Linked DNA regions of Xenopus tropicalis: region 1 is linked to region 2. The links are chromatin contacts, called in public Hi-C maps. All regions are on one chromosome and are shown on one strand. The core of a region is the stretch at or near the end of the contact, and the rest is flanking DNA. Distances in the headings are between cores, read along the strand shown.

The links. Hi-C and Micro-C count contacts between places; a contact is called where the count stands out from the background.
Region 1: a contact with region 2 is called in a Hi-C map of gastrula embryo, with 2.9 times the contacts expected there. The contact joins the promoter of rcor1 here to the enhancer-like site in region 2. A contact is called at or near these places in 4 of 5 Hi-C or Micro-C datasets (brain, gastrula embryo, neurula embryo and 1 more).

Annotation. Positions count from the first base shown.
Region 1 is chr8:97,693,848-97,700,885 of UCB_Xtro_10.0, reverse strand. It overlaps rcor1 (REST corepressor 1), which reads right to left and starts at 3,867. Exons shown (of 12, transcript NM_001045668.1): 1 at 3,565-3,867; 2 at 2,760-2,819. The coding sequence starts at 3,706.
Region 2 is chr8:97,640,617-97,647,273 of UCB_Xtro_10.0, reverse strand. No RefSeq gene overlaps it. Among named protein-coding and RNA genes, the nearest start is that of ankrd9, 35 kb to the right of the region's middle. Within about 2 kb of position 1,358, at least 3 of the 11 cell types and tissues checked have an H3K27ac peak or open chromatin away from gene starts, as enhancers often do. A contact at or near this core is called in gastrula embryo, where this site is marked.

The DNA.
Region 1 (7,038 bases), core at 2,618-5,117, 51 kb before region 2:
ACAAATATGTATAAAATGATTGGCTTAAAATACCAAAACAATTTGAATCTTTGTACCAAACTTACATACATGAAAATATTTCAGGCTACTTTGTCAAAGCCTCAATAGAAATATGCCATTAAGAGGAAGCTTGCACAGGGCTTTTCCACCCAAATCTGAGTAATAACTCAAAGTGCAAGCAAAGGGGTTGCCCACCTTTTGCGAAGTCTTCCTAGATTGGTTGGACTTTACGTTCCATCAGTAATTAAAATAAGTGCCTACTTAAAGCTCCTCTCGCTGTTTCTCTGGGGTCGCAGGCTCCCACCTCTTCTATGAACACGCAGAGATCAGCAGCGCATTCAGAGAAACTACTGTGAACCACTTAAGGGTAAGCACTCCTGTGCATGTTCTAATGCTTCATCACTTATTTGCTTACATTTTCAGTCAATTGTATTAGTGCTATGCAAATAAATGAGAAAACGTGAGGACGTAGCAGCGTTAAGCTTTCCGTCTTTCCCCTCTGTTGATTTCGGTAAGTGCTTGCTTTTCATTAAAAAAAAAAAAATATATTTTTTTTAAGCAACTCCAATCAGGAAAGTATTTTAAAAAATGGTGAACAACCCCTTTAACAGCAAGGCAAGTAATTATGATAAACATTGCACAGCCATAAATATTCTGCAGAGTGAAACAAGGATGTTGTCTGGATTGCCCACCTATAACCTTCACATGCAGTGGTAACTGTGGTTTATATGAGCTCTAGGCTTCTACAACCCGGGCACAAAGTGCATATCCAGCACTGACAAGCACAATCCTACTGAAGATATTGGCGGAGGGCAGCAGATGGCACTAATGGGAGGTGAAATTTCTCCTCCTATAAAAGTATGCACACATCTGGTCACATTGTAGAATACATCTACCTGCCAGCAAACACTAACAAAACCTTTAGCAATAAACGCTCATAAAGCCTAGTAAAAAAAAGTTGCACAAATGAATTGCACATTAACTGAAAAAACACAAAACAAAGAACCTTAGTGGACTAATAACAAATACATATAGTTCTGCCATTCACTAGGACGTTGAACATTTCCCCTCTTTCTAGTAGAGAATCCTTAAAGGGGTGGTTCACCTTTAAGTTAACTTTTAATGTTATAGAATGCCCTATTCCTAGCAATTTTGCAACTGGTTTTCATTATTTTATTTATAGTTTTTGAATTATTTGCCTTTCTTTTCTGCCTCTTTCTAGCTTTCACTGACCCCGGCAGCCAAAAACCACTGCTCTGTGAGGCTACAATTTTATTATTATTGTTACTTTTTATTACTTATCTTTCTATGCAGGCCCTCTACTATTCCATTCCCATCTCTCGTTTAAACCACTGCCTGGTTGCTAGGGCAAATAAGACCCTAGTGACCAGATAGCTAAAACACCAAATGTAGAGTTGCTGAACAAAAGCTAAATAACTAAAAAACAAAAAATATAAAATAAAGACCAATTGTAAAAGGTTTCAGAATATCAATATCTACATTATATTAAAATTTAATTGATAGGTTATCTACCCCTTTAACAAAGGGAGTAGCAAAAAAAAGGTATTTTAGAATTACCATCAATAAAATAAAAGAAGCACCATTAAAAGAAGTGTATATATTCGTATGCCCTAGTTTTCCAACAGCAGACTGCCAGTGTATCAGAGTGACTTCCCTTCCTGGAAGCACAACACAATACTACATATTCAGGGGGACCCTGCTCCACCACAACTATAAAAGAATGGAGTGTATCCTTGCAATGGTCCATCCATAATTGTATGGCCTATATTGGTATTATAAATTATTCGGAGATAAGTTTAAATTCTTGATATCTAGAGATTCATAAAAATGTGCAATTTCAAAATGAACTTCAAAACTAAAGCTGGCTGCACAACAGATGCAAATATTTCATTCTTAACTTTAGCCAACCCACACCCAATAGCCTAGAATCGTGCATCACAAAGCAATCTTCCCCCAACTATTCCTGGAGGAGTATATAATACAATATATAAACATACTTGTTCACAAAAACCAAACAATATTATATATTGGTTTATAAAAACCAAACAATTCATTTAAATGTCAAAAGCACTGCACTAAGATCTGATGTCAAAGCAATCAATGTTTAACTCCCATTCTGGGACCCTTCATTATATGCTGCAATACAGCTGAAGCCACAAGTTAGCCATCCGTGGTATATAAACTACCAGTGAGATCGTCTCCATCCTTTGTTGCTGAATGTTGTCAGATCTGTATTATAGTATATATTTATAGTGTATTATAGTATATAGTTATTGAACCATATCTGCAACTGTTTCATTAAACCCTCCATTACAATGTATTCTATTAGCCAGATGACTGTAAATACACATGGGCTACTGTGCGAGTAGCCAGACAGATCCACTCCTGGATTCTCTGAAAGAACATTTCATTTTCCAGAAGTCTGGCAGCACGTTTGCAGAACACGTTTTCTCCCTGCTGTTCCTCCTATAAACAGTAGGTGTATGATGTGGTAGGAGGAAAAAGTTGCTATTTCATCAATGTAAAATTAGAAATTAACTTCAATAATAGGCATTCACCAGAAAGCATTCTCATATAATGGCACAGACACTCAGGTACTGATCAGATAGATTGCAGGTCCCAAAGTTTCTACCAGGCTAGGAATAAATGAACAATTTAAGTAGCAAAGGTGAGTTTGAGGCTATCACAGCCAACAATAGTACAGCAGTAAAGGAAGTGGAACAAGAGATGTCACTTACCCTGGTCAAATTCAGGCACTACTGCTTGGAACTGCAGGCCAACCCGCATGCCCCCACCACCTGAATGACCAGACAGTAGAGAAAATAAGTGTAAGGGGTAGTTTGCAGGTGAAGCTGCCAAGTAGATAACATACAATTATAATTAAAGCTTTTTCTAAGAGTTGTAATAAGAGCCTCTAATAGATGACAGTACAGATAATGCAGCCCTTCACAGCATTATATTTACATTAACAGCTGGAGTAAGGAATCATTAGGGCACTGCTACAATGGAACAAAAGAAACGTTCGACTTTATGTTCCTTTACAGAACTGCGCAGATCAGAAAATTTAAACTACAACTCCCAAGATTCCCTGTCAGAACCCCTGATGGAGGACGGTGAGTGTTGTAGTTTAGCAACAAGTGGGCAGTTGAAGATCAATGGGACAGGGTATAATGTATATTGAAGTACTGGAGAGGGGGGGGGGGGGGGGGGGGGGGGTGACCTGGGCGATCCCGGTGGGTAATACGCACAGCACAGCAATACTAAACAGCTACAGTTAAAGGCATTCATCCGTCTCTTAAACTACAACTCGTTTAATTCCCCATGGCCATCGGATGCCTTTGGTTATCGGGGGTACCCAGTGTTGCGGCTGGCCAGAAGCTGGGGGGCCGCAGGTTGAACCTTCCGACTTTGTGGGGTACAGGGGCAGGGGAGGATGATCTGAAGGAGCATAAAGTGCAGCCAGAAGGTTGGATGGAAGGAGGAGGGCTCGGAAGGGCATGGGAAGGGGAGTGAGTTCGAGGCTACCACATGGAGCTGACCTACCCTGCTCATCATCGCTTGAGGAGCTCGAGCTGCCTTCCTCCCACGAGTTACTGCCATTCACACTCGTGCCCAAACTTTTGCTGTTGGCAGCATTATTCCTGCCCCTTCTCTTGCCCGATACTTCTGCCCCTTTCTCGATCATGGCTGGCATTCGGGGTACCCCTTATCAGCAGCGAAAGTATAAGAGGAGGGACCGAATAGACCAAGCAGTTTCCACGGGAGACTCGGTCCCGCTGATGCCCGCCTAGAGCTACCTCCGGGGGACGCGGTAGCCGCTATAAAGAACAAGCCAACTTTCCGTCACATCGCCGCCCGCACTGGCCACTCTGTCTCACTACAACAGGCTCAGCACAGCGGCTAGGGAACAACCAAACTTGATGCGTTGGTCCCATTGGCTGCCGGCGAATTTTGGAAAGGGAACTCGCCTTTGCATTGGTTGCCTTTCCTGTCACTCAGGCAAGAGCCGGCGTTTCCGTTTGTCTGTTTGGTTGACTCGCATCTCCTCTTGTACGTGGGTTTGGGGTTTGCAATCTCTACGCCCCATGATACCAGGTTCTTTCCTAGCTTCTTGCCTTGTGTTTGGAAGGGGCTATACTCTTAACTATTGATGAAGCCTTTTCAATTAAATCATAGTACACACTCAAAAAGCTTTACAAAGTGGCTTACTAGAGATGCATGAAAAGAGTTCGACCGACATAAAATAATTATATATTCATGGGACTATTTTTTCTCTTCTGGATGGCGGATGAACACACGCATCAGTCTACTTTTCCCTTGGTATAATAACTAGAGATTGTAAAATAAATGATGAGCTGATATGAGACTCTGGGGCTATTTGTTTGGATCACCACTGGCACAAGTTAGAGGCTAATGAGTTTAGTGCTGTGATAGAATAACTGGCTAGTGGCCATTCTTTATGCCGTAGATACTTTTGCACACAGGAAAACTACCGCAAATTATAGAGATGCAGTGCCTAGGGTAGTGAAAAGAGACCCTTATATTATACATCATACTAGTTTATTATATTACTATATTAATTCTGTTATAATCATCAGAGACAAAGGCTATTGGGAGGATTTAGGGAATTTTAAGTAAACAACAGCTGAAGGGCAGCAAGCCAGATCGTCTTAGGTCATATACCCTCCCCCACCAGAGGGCGCCACATTTGTTGAATTGATGGGGCGCATTCTTTTTTAACTTTTGTACTTGTGTGATTTATTATTCATAGTTGGAAATATTTTAATGGCAACATAAAGTGAAATGGAAGGAGCCAATTAAGGGCTCAAGCACACCGGTGTTTTGTTTGTGTTTCAAAGGGCTTGCTGAATGAGAAAAAGCCACTGAATCGTAATTGCAGTTGGATTCAAGCAGATCCAGTCCTTAATCCAATGGGAAAATCAAACAAGCGCAATCGGCATTTGTCCAATTTTTGGCCAGATGTCAGGTAGGTCTGCTGGAGGGCCCTGCACACAGGTCAATAAGGTGCCGCAGGTGTTTTTTTATGTGTTTGACACACGTTTTAGAAGCATGTTTGAATCCACCTACAGCTTCAGCTAATTGACTCCATTATATTATGCCTGGTTTTACTCAAGCATATTCAAAGTTGTGTTTTTTGGCATTTGCATTTCATTGCGTTTTACAGGCACCACGTGCTGCATTTTCTTGTGCTTGACGTGTAAGTTGTTAGGAAGCCTTAGGGCTTGTACAGATGAACATTTCTTCCTGCGCTCCCCCTTGGTGGCGTTCTCCTGCATTTCACCTCAGGGGAGTGCAGGAAGAAATGCTTCCAATTTTTTCTCATGGGGCTGTACTAACACAGGCACATGTAAGCGCCAAATGCTGCATGTTGCTGCATCTGTATAAGCCATTAGGGATCTTACACATGGTGAGACGCAGGTTTGGGTGCATCTAAGGCTGATGTCAGACGTGGCGTATTCTCGGCAAGCTGAAAAATGCTTGCCGAGAATATGCCCTGTGTATTCTCAGCAAGCATTTCTCGGCTTGCCGAGTATACGCCATATCTGACATCAGCCTAAGTGCATCGCTAATTGAATAAAGGGTTGCATTTAATTTGGAAATTACAAAAACATACTGGGGTGTAAATATACATAGATTCTCAATATATGTGTTTTTATGTTCTCAGCATGGGCTTCTAAAGGGTTAATAAAACTGTTGAAACACAAATCTGTATTAATAAATGACCCATCCATTAACTTCAATGTGGTAGCCCCAGCATTCGTTCTATTTGCAAGTGCAAATGTTTTCAGGAAGGTGGGGTTAAATAAATAGATCAGTGATGCCTGGCTTGCAACCCTCCACAACTATTGTTGAACTACAACTCTAACATTACACTACATTTCTGGGGATCTGCAATTCAATGCCAGCTGGAGGGCAAAAGCTTGGACATCCTTATGAATATACTGAATAGATCTAACAATAGTGCTTTATCAACAGTTCTCCCCTGCAAAGAGCCCCTGTGATGCAGAGGGCCCCAAGGCAAATATCCTTTCTGCCCTACCCAAATCCTGGCCCTGCCTATGCCTGACAGAGAGTTTTCACACAACCTCCCCCACCACCATTTTTTTTATCCCCTCTGCTGGGGAGGCCTAGAAGTGGGTGGTACTGCAAGGTGTTACCTACGGCTGCTGGCTATATCTCTGAAAAAGACGTTGTGAAATGTGAATATAACATGGCTGTACTGACAAGCTCCAATTAACGACTCTCCTTTCGGTGTTGTCACATGTTCCGTCACCAACAGCACATGCTGCTCTTGGAGTCTCCAGTAGGAAAGGGGTTAAAGTGCTCTCAGCAGCAAAAATATGTAAAGACTTCCTGTGCAGCATGAACCTTTTTTTCTGATTTCTCTCCCCGGTCGACTAGAGCTCAGTCCTGTGTTATACTAGGCAACGCTTGAGAAGGCATTGCTAAATTATGATTTAAGCACACACCTTAACCGCAGCAGCAGCAATTAGGAGGAGGTTTAGTCCCAATGGCATGTACTTGTGCCCAAAAAAAGGAAAGGTTAATAAGGCTTTTTTTTTGTGCACCATTAATCCTTGTCCCCAAATGGCAGTGAATTGGTTAAGTGTTCCTGTTTACAGTAAAGTGAAACTATGCACTGGAACACAGCATATGGAGCTTCTTGTAGATGGACCATCCAAGGGAATGAGGATATTTGTGTTTAGGCACATACATGTGCATTACTGGGCTATTCCAGGGAAACAAATGAATAAGAAGCCGGTCTTCCCACTTCATTAGCCACTTTCCAGAATGTGGAACAATGCAAAGTTCAGTCTCAACAAGCCTATCATCTAGTGCTCTTATTTACGCTTGTCTCAGTTTAACTACGGTATAAGAAAAGGACCTGAAAACATACAACATTTTAGCCATACTTGTGTTGCATGCTTACAGTGTTTGCATAGCAGGTTGATACAAGGCTCGTAAACAGCCCCATAATCTCAGAGATACACTGAC
Region 2 (6,657 bases), core at 109-2,608:
TCACCGTGAAAAACCACCTACGCTGCTTCAAATGGAAGCTCTGTTCCTCTAATCTATAGGGGTGACCTCTGGTGCGCTGATCTTGCTCCCTTCCCATTGTTCTGCTGATTGGCTGCTGGAAGTGGGGGGGGGGGGGGGTTAATCCAACTTGCAGCTCAGCAGTATACTGTGACTGAAGTTTATCAGAGCAGAAGTCACATGGTTGTGGCACCCTGGTAAATCAAGAATATGGCTAGCCACATGTGAAATGTCAAAGTTAAATATAAAAAAAACTGTTTGCAGGATTCTGTTGGATCAGCTATATTAACTGATGTGTTTAAAAAAATGGTTTCCCATGACAGTATTCCTTTAACAGTGATCCATTTAATCTGCTGTATTTTTGGGGAGTGCCTGGCTATTGAATTGAGACAGCCTTATCTTTAAATAAGTGATATATTTATTTACAAAAGAATTACAAAGTATAAAATAACAAGAGAACTAGCTAAGATAGAGGGAGGAAGAAAGGGAGAGCATAAGTGCCTAACAATGTGTTTACAGAGCTTTTACATAAACATGAGACAGACCATTCAACTGAGCATAACCCATACACACCCAAAGGACAGTCCTAACCAATCAGATCAAATTTAGTTTTTTATGATGATTCATCTCTTCTCAGTCAGGAAGGAAGGTAGAACTTGATAGGTTGCACTGTAGAGTCCAATGCTTCAGGTATCCCTTTGTTGAGCCAGCTAGGTCTCCTTTCCTTGGGAACTTTGACTATCCCAGCACCCACACTAGTGTGTACAGTCATTTACATCTCTTTGATATAGACTATTTTGTAGCTGCAAGGATTGTTGTGTAGTTTTATGGCATGATGTCTGTTGTCCAGGCTTATACCTTCAGGGCGAAGACAGACGGGACAATTAGTTGCCGCAACTTTTCTAAAAATCCAGTTGCGGCAACCAAAATGAACCTAGGCTCAAACAATCTTATTAAAATAAAGAGAATACTAGCTGCCAGAGAGAGGACCACATCAATGAGCCAATGCAGTCCTCGATCCAACAGGAAAATCAAGCCTGTCTGATCAACAGCTGATTGATTTACGCCCAGATATCAGTCAGGGAGGTCCCAATACACCGACATGTAGTTGAGTTCAACTTTCCTTTTTTTGCTATAGCAAAACAGCCAGTATAGTTGGAGAGGTTTATGTTAGATCATTATGTACAAACATGTGAACTGATAAGTGTCTTAAATATAATTAGTTCTGGGCCAACTTATATTGGCACCCAATGCATGCCCCCCCCCCTTCCACTGGTCGTGCACTTACCTCCTTTCCTGCTGATTGTTTGCACCACCCCCTGCTGCCACTGCTGGTTGCTCCCTTACCTCCACCCCCATCAGATGCATCTCTGCCCCTCCCCACACTTGTTGCAGCCTAAGCAGTCACATCTGTTGCCTGCCTGTAGTCCTAACCTGCATATCATGTAATCATTTTCTGGTATATTTTACTACAGTGCCAGGCCAACTTCTATTGGCACCCAAGATTTGGCGTCCATCCATCCTGCCAGTTGCTTGGAATCCCCCCCCCCCCCTTCTGCCATATACCTCCTCCTACTGCTTACTTACTCAGTCACAGACCCAGTGTTAATAACTAACTTACTCCTGTTCCTAGTTGCACCCCACACCCCATTGCACTCTGTGCAGCCGCCTGTTTTGCCTACTCATAGCTTTGGTCCTGGGCACCTGTTCGTACCTCTTTCTGACTTTAACCAGAAGACAGGCCTGGACTGGGATTTAAAATAGGCCCTGGCATTTCCAGTACGCATATTGTCAGCAGATAAGCGCAGGCTGACAATATGCCCGTATGCTTCAAAAAATCTTCTCAATGTGCCTGCACCCAGAAGCATTGAATCCACTTTGGTGCAGGCACATGCAGTCGATATCCGCGAAGAAGAGAAACACAGGCTGGCAATATGCTGCGTGTTCCCTTGCCCTAAAGCAGCACAAACTGAAGCAAAGGGTGCCTATGTCCCCACTACAGTGTGTTGGAATTAACTGACACCGTATAAACCACCGTTTGGCTTTTTGATGTGCACGGTGTTGGACCACCTGATCCACCAGCAATAGTGAATATTGCACACACAACCACCACCAGCAGCTCAATCAATCAATAAATCTGTTTTTGGCCACAAAATCAGTAGGCACACAGCTTTATCTCAGAGCAGTTTCTCGTGCATTATAAACATATACCTTTACAGTACTCTTTTATGTTGGTATATTCTCCATGTTAGCTTTTCAAGAATCTATACCCCCCTTCAAAAAACAACTGTAAAATCCTGCCTATTTTTCTACTAGAGAGGGAAGGCTGGTCTCCTAGAGGTTTGCTTGCATCCCAGCACACACATCAAGCTTTTGCCTTAAAAGCCTTTTATGTTGCAGTGTTTGTACTTTCTGCTTCACAGTCTTTATCGTTCCCTTGCTATGTGGGTTTCAGACTTTTTCTGTCTTCATTGGCAGCTGCTGTAAGCGGCACTGGGAAGAATAATGCCCTCAATGCACTACATTTAAAGTGATACTATTACTAAAACTAGGCATCAAACTATTAATGTACAATAAAAGTTACCTATAGATCATGTTGATTGTTTTTTGCTGATAGGGCTGCTTTTGTAAGTAATTGTTACTTAAGGTGGCCATACACGAGCAGATCCGCTCGCTTGGCGATGTCGCCAAGCGAGCGGATCTTCCCCCGATATCCCCACCTACGGGTGGGCGATATCGGGGACCATTTAGGTAAAAAAAATAATAATCCGATCGTTTGGCCCTGGGGCCAGACGATCGGATTATGTGGGCGGCAATGGGGCAGTCGGATCTGGGACCGCATCAACGAGCCGATGCGGTCCCCGATCCGACCAGATTTTCTAACCTGGCCGATCGAGATCTGGCCAATTTCAGGCCAGATATCGGTCGGCCAGGCCGCTCTGCTCTCCCCATACACGGGCCGATTAGCTGCCGAATCGGTCCAAGGGACCGATATCGGCAGCTATAGTCGGCCCGTGTATGGCCAGCTTTACTGTTCCTAAACCTGACTGTCCCTTTATCAACCTAATTCTAATGGACTCCTGCTGCACAAATATGCCAGCCCCCTTATAGAGAAACATGGGGGATCAGATTTAAAAGATTTAAAAGCATTTGGCAAATACTTTAATGGGAAATTTATAAATATCATGCAAAGACAATGTTACGAGAGATATAAAAAAGAGGTTTAATTTCTGGTGTCAGTATTGTACCACAAATATGTTTTTCCTGGAATATGTCACACAATCAACTAGTAGTCATCTACTTGTAGTAGTCTAAAAACATTTCATTGGTTTCTATGGTGTGTGCCACATGGACAGCAAACTGGATTAGAATACCACCACAGAACACAATGGAATCTGTTGTAGCCTCTACAAGTTCAAGTACAAGCAATTTAGTGAGAAAAACTGATTTTATTGTTTATCACATGAAAATTCCATTGTGATTTACAGGAAAAACTAGAACTGAATTAGAAGGAAAGTTTTTTCTCCTTAAATTAAATCTCGCCCATACATTTTCACTTGATAAACCATAAAGTAAAGTTTTCTTGTGGAAGTTAAACTGTCCCTGTGTTTTTTTAAATGGGTTGTTCACCTTTAAAATAACTTTTAGCATGATAAAGAGAGTGCTATACTGAGACAATGTGCAATTGGTTTTCATTGATTGAATGAGAGGCTGGAATATGAATTGGAGAGGTCTCCAATTGTAGCCTTATACAGCATTTGTTTTTTAGATGTTGGGGTCAGTGACCAACATTTGAAAGCTAGAGAGTCAGAAGAAGGCAAATAATTCAAAAGTTAGCCATTCTATAACATAGTAAAAGCTAACTTAAAGGTGAACCACCTTTCCTATTCTAAAGGTGGCCTCGGGAGAAGATCTGCTTGTTTGGCAATGTTGCCAGGCTCTTTTCTCTGCTGCCATTTCCAGCTGGCTTCCTGACTCAGCTGCGGCTCTCCTGCATGCCAGTCACACTTCCTCACACTGTGCATCTGCTGAGACTCCCCAAGGACTTCCATTCTCCTCTTAAGTCTACTAAGTGCTTAGTTATCATACTTGATTATGTGTTTTGCTCCTCCAGCTGTTGTTACTCCAGTTGCTTGATTCCTCTGCTGCTTTTGCGCAGAAAGAGCCAAAGAAACATATTAAAGGACACATAGCACGTCAAATTTGTTTCCCTCACCAGATGTGGAGGCTAACAGAGCCCAAACTACATTTGGAAGAAACAATAGTACATGTATGGGATTCATTATCCGGAAACCCATTATGCAGAAAGCTCTGCATTATGGAATGACCATCTCCCATAGACTCCATATTATTCAAATAATTACATTTTTTTTAAATTATTCCTTTTTCTCTGTAATTATAAAACAGTACCTTGTACTTGATCCAAGCTAAGATATAATTAATCTTTATTGGAGGCTATACAGTCCCATTGAGTTTAATTAATGTTTAAATTATTTTTTAGTAGAAAAAGCATATAGACAGGGTCGCTGCTGGCCAAATGGGTGCCCTAAGCAGAAATTTACTTTTGTGCCCCCTCCCCCAAATATTACGGAAGTAAAAATAAAATAATAAAAAAAAACCTACTATAGGGGCCCCACACACAGTGCCCCCAATTGCCCCCATAGACAATGCCCCTATAGTAAGTGCCCCCAATAGCCCCCATAGATTGATTGAACTATCCGGGACAGCGGGATGCGCTATAAAAACCGGCGGGACAGTGTTGGGGGGTATGTTATAATATATAAAAATGTTTTTTTTTGGAGCAGCTGGGATGGTGCCCCCCTGGGAGTTGGTGCCCTATGCAGACTGAGTACTCTGCTTATAGGAAGCGGCGGCCCTGCATATAGATTCAAATTCCAAAAAAACCACAGGTTCTGGATAACAGGTCCCATACTTGTAATTCTTCAGTAAAACCTCCTCACAAGTTCTATACACTGAGCTCACGCTCACATACATGGGAATAATGGGCAAACTAAGGCATATGCTCATTATGTAAGTGCCTGACTGTGGCATACTGTTTTTAACAGCAATTACATTTAAAAAATAGTTTTCTGTTGGAGGCCCCTTTAAACTCTTTTTTCCATAGATAACTTGCCTAAATGTATAGCATTTAAATGTTTGTTTTTTACTATGTGTGTGACATTTATCCACATTGAATCTCAAGCAGCTGTGTGCCGGGCCCCTCTGAGAGCCCTTACTGATGTCATTTCCATTACTTACAGGAGAAGGAAAGGTAAAAACTAAGTAAGCTTTATCAGAAAAGTCTATGTAAGTACAGCCATAAGCACTCACAGAAAAGCTGCACTGAGTCCTCTATCAAAATAAACACAGGATTTCTTTTCTCCTTTTTTGTAAACATGTTCTTCGGGTATCTGACTTCCTCTTTCAGAAAAACTTGGGCCTTGAGCCAGCGGGTCTGAATTGGGGATAAGAGGGTCAGGTTCGGTGCAGGTCTGCCAAACCAGACCCACAAACTCTGCATTGGAACTTTTTAAGATCTTTCTTTCAGGTCCTCTCCTATTTATATTCCAGTCTTTCATTAAAGCCATCACTTCGTTACTACCAAGTAATCTACCCTATTAATAACATTCACTTTATTGTGACCAAAACATTAGGGTTACTGTACAACAGCCCCTGTTGCAAGTCCAGGAGCACTAATGACCATGGCACATGAGGAGATTAGTTACCTATGATAAATCTTCATAACTGTGGGTGACTAATCTCCTGCAAATGCTTTCCCACCAGAAATAAGGTAAATTGCCAATGGGAAAGCATACGCGCTGCTTACATTTTCCAAAGATGCCCAAAGTTGGCGAGTGAGAAAACTTCAAATGACTACAGAAGGACCTTATTGCCAGTGGCAAAGCATTTGCAAGAGAGAGATCCGTCACTATCACCCTATGGGGTGAAAAAAATTGGTCCCCATGGTTTCTTTACTCTTTCCTTGTGGCAGGGGCAGTATTCTACTCTGCACCTCATACTGGATATTTGTGCCACTATGGCATCACAATTATATTTCTAACTTTATGTGCAATTAAGACATAACAAAGATATATTTGCCATTATGACATCCCAAAGATATTTGTGCTTTTGATATATCAGAAAGATATTTGTGCCATTACGATATCACAATAAAATTACTGCCATTCTGACATATTTGTATTGTAGGAGGTAAAATGTCAGTACAGGGTTATTGAAAACAGCTTTTAGTAAGTGATGAGCAGATCTGTCCCATTTCGGTGAAACTGAGAAAAAATCCACAAAACAATGAGAAACTTTTTTACAGTAGGATTTTATTTCTCCTCTGAGGCAAATTGTATGGGTTTTTTGCCTTCTAGATAAACTAGTAGTTAAGCAGTTAAAGGAACAGTAACACCAAAAAATTAAAGTGTATAAAAGTAATAACAATATAATGTACAGTTGCCCTGCATTGCTACAACTGGTGTGTTTGCCTCAGAAAGACTACTATAGTTTATATAAGTTAGCTGCTGTGTAGCCATGGGGGCAGCCATTCAAAGGAGAAAAGGCACAGGTTACTTAGCAGATAACAGATAAACCCCCATTATATGGGGCTTATCTACTAGTTATCTGCTATGTAAC